Regions from separate parts of the Macaca mulatta genome. Here region 2 is linked to region 1. Evidence: chromatin contacts called from public Hi-C data. All regions are on one chromosome and are shown on one strand. The core of a region is the stretch at or near the end of the contact, and the rest is flanking DNA. Distances in the headings are between cores, read along the strand shown.

Region 1 (2,700 bases), core at 67-2,566:
CATCCAGGAAGCTGAGCCTAGGCCACAGAACAAACACCCCTAAGCAGCTCCTGCTAGGCATGGGTGAGAGGCTGTCTGGCCAAACAGTGAGTGTGTTTGCTTTGTCTTCTTCCTCTCTCCCATCCCCACTTGCCAGAGTCCCTCATTTCTCTCTACCCATCACTGGGTCAGGTGCTGTGTGTTTTTTTCTGGATGACTCTAGAAAGCTTTCTTTCTTTCTTTCTTTTCTTTCTTTCTTTCTCTCTCTCTCTGTCTCTCTTTTTGGTGGCGAAGGTGATTCTTGAAGAAGAGAAGGCTTTAAAGCGGGCACTGGCCAGGCAGGCATGGTGACTCACATCTATAATCCCAGCACTTTGGGAGGCCAAGGCGGGCGGATTACCTGAGGTCGGGAGCTTGAGACCAGCCTGACCAACATGGAGAAACCCCGTCTCTACCAAAAATACAAAAATTAGCAGGGCATCGAGGTGGGTGCCTGTAATCCCAGCTCCTCAGGAGGCTGAGGCAGGAGAATTGCTTCAACCAGGGAGGTGGAGGTTGCAGTGAGCTGAGATCGCGCCATTGCACTCCAGCCTGGGCAACAAGAGCGATACTCCATCTCAAAATGAATGAATAAATAAACACACAAATAAAAATAAAAATAAAAGAGGTACAGCAGGAGCTGATATTGGGAAGGGAAATAAGGGGAAGCAAGAACTAGTTTGGATGGGAGTTAGAAAAAACAAAAAAGTCAGACATCAGGCCAGATGCTGTGGCTCATGTCTGTAATCCCAGCACTTTGGGAGGCTGAGACAGGCGGATTGCTTGAGCCCAGAGATTCAAGACCAGCCTGGGCAACATGGTGAGACCCCTGTCTCTACTTAAAACAAAAGATGTAAGGAAAAAAAAAAAGAAAAAAAAATGTCAGAGAAGCTCTGGGCCACCTCCCCCACCCCCCACTCCTCCAACACACACACGCACCTGTCTATAGTCTAAGCAGGTCCTGCTCTTCTAACCCACCCGGGACAGTCCCTGCAACTCCAGCCTGACCTCACTTCCTGCTTCCATAGCTAGTTTGTTTTTTTGACACTTATTGGTAGACACTCCAGATCATTTCATTTTGCTTCCAGTACCCTTTCCTCTTCCTAATACAAATGCAGAACAACGTGGGAATCCCCTTTCTGGGGGAAGCAAAGGTGCAGCTTTAAGAGAAAGGGAAGGGAGGAAGGGGGCGCTGACTCAGATCCTCAGATCCATTGGCTGCTGGAGGGAATCCCACCTCAGGGATTGGGCGTAACAGAGTCCGCCTCCTCTTGTGATTGGCTCAACCAGAGAAATAAAAGGCGGCTGTGCCGGCCTCCTCCACAGTTGGAGGGAGGCAGGGAATCCGGCTGGGTTGGCGTGCTGAGACGCACCTGGCGCAACCCTCCCTTCTGAATCGAAATTCAAGTCCCGCGGACACTGCAACCATGAAAGAGAGACGGGCCCCCCAGCCAGTCGTGGCCAGATGTAAGCTCGTTCTGGTCGGGGACGTGCAGTGTGGGAAGACCGCGATGTTACAAGTGTTAGCGAAGGATTGCTATCCGGAGGTGAGCTGCCCGCCCGCCCGCTGGCCGGCTTTTCTCCCTACCAGCCCGACTTGGGGTAGATTTCCACCTGCCCAGGAGACGTGGCTCCCCTAGCCCCAGCCCATCCTCAGCCGCTTTCTGAGGCTTTCCCATCCTCCGCTGCTTTTTGGCTGGAGGACTGCCCTGCCTTAGCTTCCCCTGAGACCTGTTCCACTTCTGCCGCCCCGCTGGCTCCTCCTCACCTCTTCACCCAAAGGCCCCATCAGATCCCCTCCACCTTCCTGCGTCCCTGGAGTCTGCTCTCAGGAGAGGGCACTGGAGGCATTTGAGAGTCTGGGGTTTCTTCTTGACGTAATCCCTGCCTATCCGCTCACCTGCTCCTCAAAGGCTCTCTGCCAGTGCCTCCAGGCAGGCTTCTGCAGCCCTCTGTTCACCATGCTGGAGGGGTTTGAGAGGAGATGAGCTAGGAATGGCTTTGGCCTGTGGCTCTCTCAAATTGGGAAACACAAATCTGGGGATGGGAAGAATCTGTGTGTGTGTTTGTGTGTCCCTAATCGTCTAGGATATGAGGGGATTACCCCTGGTGCGGTGGTGGTGGTGGGGGGTGTCATTCACATTTCTCACTGCCACAGAGCAAAGTGCCCGGTCCCCCACATTCCCTTCCCTCCTGACCCAGGCATCTCCTCTGGTTTCTTGTCTCCTGTGACTTTACTGTCTCTCTGGTGAGTGCGTGTGTAGCCAGCACTAACCAGGGGATCTGAGGGTAGGGGGGCCCGGGGTGAATGTTTCCTCTCTTTTCACAGACCTATGTGCCCACCGTGTTCGAAAATTACACAGCCTGTTTGGAGACAGAGGAACAGAGGGTGGAGCTTAGTCTCTGGGATACCTCAGGTAAGAATTCGGCTCCAAATGCCCCTTTCCCACCCCCACTGGTCTGCTGTGTAGCTGCTGTCTTCTAGAAGTTGTTTTCCCCTTTGGTGGGGAGAAGTGAAAGAAGAGAATCTGAAGACTCCTTAGTTGTGGGGAAGGGTGACAGTTGGTCGACTCAGTTGCATGGTCCAAGGGTGCAGAGTAGGTGAAGCCCAGGAGCTACTCTCTTCCCTGCGTCTAGTTCCACCCTTTAGAGGGCTGGGATGGTGAGGTGAAGGGATCCATG
Region 2 (2,700 bases), core at 100-2,599, 140 kb before region 1:
CCAGTTTTTTACAGATTTTAAAAAATGGAGGCACAGAGAGGCTGGGTAACTAACCCAAGACCACACAGCTAGTAAAAAAAAAAATGGAGCTAGGATTTGAACCCAAACAGTCTTTACTGCTACAGTAGACTTCCGACTTCTAATTCTTTCACAACTACTCCTTACCCTGTGGTTCCTCCTTTCTATCTCACTTTCCCCTCTGCCTGAATCATGGCTGGTACCCAAGGAAAATCCTGTAACAGTGTTAGTGTCTACTCCCAAGAGTAGACAGACTTGAGGGTCTCCTTTGGGCAGAGAATCCTGCCACCATTATCAGCTTTTCTTAAGGAAGGTTGGACTGTTTGGCTTTTGCTGAGTTGGCACTATTTTTTTTTTTTTTTTTTTTTGAGATGGAATCTCGCTCTGTTGCCCAGGTTGGAGTGCAGTGGCGCAGTCTCAGCTCACTGCAACCTCTGCCTCCTAGGTTCAAGCGATTCTCCTGCCTCAGCCTCCTGAGTAGCTGGGATTACAGGCGCGCACCACCACACCTGGCTAATTTTTGTATTTTTTAGTAAAGACAGAGTTTCACCCATATTGGCCAGGCTGGTCGCAAACTCCTGACTTTGTGATCCACCTACCACAGCCTCCCAAAGTGCTGGGATTATAGGCATGAGCCACCGTACCCCGTTGGCACTATCTTTAAACCTGCAAATCCCTTGCCTTTCTTCCAAGGTGAGACAGAGCTGGATGGTGGGAGAACAGCAGGGCACTGGTCACTCCATCAGATCCATTCCCTGTACTGAAACCATGTAGACCCAAACAGCAGTCAGCACCCAACACCAGAACTGCTAGACTGGAGTATGAGCTAAATTTGGGTGCCAGCTAACCCCTGCCTTACAGGTATGATACAGTTTCCTATCCAAACCAGGAGCAATTTCAGAGTCATTGCTTGCCCCTTCCCCCACAGTGCTGCTAACCCCTTCCCTGACAGTGCCTAACCCCTCTGATGACCCTCCAGCCACGGCATACTGGGTTCTCCAAACTAGGCTTCCCGATGGAACACAGGGAAAAGCATCAAGGCCCTCATCAGATTCGACCTGAGGAAGCTTATTTTAAAAAAAGAAGGTGGCCCTCATCAGAGCTCTGCTTTCAGTGTTGCATCATGACTGTAGAGGAGCCCCTGCTTCAGCCTTCACCCCTTTACAGCTCTCACAGCACATTCTCAAACTTGGGGGAGGAAGGCTTCCAAGTTATTAGAATTAGAGTATGTTTATGTGTGGGGAGGGTAAGTACATGGTGGAAAGGACAGATGGCCTCTTATGTCACATTCCCTCATTAAGGAAGATTTGCCTAGGGAGGAGGCAGGGGCTTTAAAAAGCCTCAGGATTCTAGTGGGACCTAGGGTGGAAGGAAGCACCTTCGAGTCAAGTCATCGGTGCAGCTGGCAGGTGTGTGGAATCAAGGGGGGTAGGGTGGATGGGACAGGGAATGTTTGCATTCTCTCTAAAGGTTTGTGTTAGGGAGCAGAGGCCTGGTTTTGTTGAGCTGTTAGTCAGTCAGTCTCTGCCCCACGACAACCTTTCTGGTTGTTCCCCATCCCCTTAAAAGGAAGGGTCTGGACCCAAAGGGCTCCATGTACATTAGTGGAAAACTAATTGGGAACTCTTGCTTCTCTGATTTGCCCCTAAAACCCAACCTATCAGTCTCAGTGTGAGGATGAAGCTGAGGGAGAGACAAGGGATAAAATTTGGGAGACTCACAAGCTTCTATTCTTACCTATTCCTCTCCAGAGGCAAATTATCCCTTCTTCCCGAGGAACCATTGCCACACACACACTCTCTTTCCCCTCTCTGCACCCCTCCCCTCCACTGAGGCTGCTGCCATGGTTGCCAGGCATGGTTGCTAAGTCTCTGCATGGAAGGGTTGGCGTGGGCTGTGCTGCCACTAACATTACCATGGTGAATCAGGGGACACCTGGTATAAGCTTAGGAGGAGGGATCATGTGGATGTAAGCAACAGCCCCCCAGGACAGAGGCAGCCCAAAGGTGAGCATCTGGAGCACCACTTCAGGTGGGGGCTGAGTGAACTAGGCAATTGTTGTGGTGAGGGGGAGCTCTACATTGGGGAAAAAAAAAAAAAAGGCCACTTTTATCATTTCAGTTGCTAGGGGATTAGTTTTGCCAAGCAAACACACCATCTCTCCTCCATCCCCCTCTGGAAGGGTGAGAGTGCATAAGCACTTACTCTGTCCTCCATAAAGCTGGGCAGGCTGTGTGGGCACAGAACAATATAACCCCCAAATCCTGCTTCTAAATTGGAGGTGAAAGCCTGCTGCTGTGGGAGGGCTCCCTGGCTGCCCAAGGACAAACGTAGAATGGGACTGGTAGGGCAGCTTGGGTGGCCAAGGCACACGCCTGTGTCCTGCTGTACCAGCAATCCTAGGCTGCAGCACTGAGCTGGCGAGGAGATACGGGTGTAGGGGTCACCCTTTTTGAGCTTAGGGAAGGCAGCTCTCCCTCAGAGTCGCACAAAGCTTGGTGAAAGCCACCGCCTCCTCTCTCCACCGCATGGGAGCTGGTTACTCATCTCATCTCTGCACCCGAACAGCCACTGCCGCTAAAAATAGCCCCCCAGCCGTGGGCCAGCCCCTCCTGCACCCCAACCCCATGGAAACCAGCAGAGTGGCAGGCAGAGACCTTGAGTTCCATTCTCACGCACTCT

What was found. A called contact is a pair of places that touch in the nucleus more often than the background predicts.
Region 2: a contact with region 1 is called in a Hi-C map of fetal cortex germinal zone, with 2.6 times the contacts expected there. The contact joins the promoter of DDN here to the promoter of RND1 in region 1. A contact is called at or near these places in 6 of 14 Hi-C or Micro-C datasets (blood, cortical neurons, fetal cortex germinal zone and 3 more).

The regions. Positions count from the first base shown.
Region 1 is chr11:56,023,370-56,026,069 of T2T-MMU8v2.0, reverse strand. It overlaps RND1 (Rho family GTPase 1), which reads left to right and starts at 1,316. Exons shown (of 5, transcript XM_015151588.3): 1 at 1,316-1,565; 2 at 2,348-2,435. The coding sequence starts at 1,446.
Region 2 is chr11:56,165,620-56,168,319 of T2T-MMU8v2.0, reverse strand. It overlaps DDN (dendrin), which reads left to right and starts at 1,349. Exons shown (of 3, transcript XM_077954028.1): 1 at 1,349-1,427.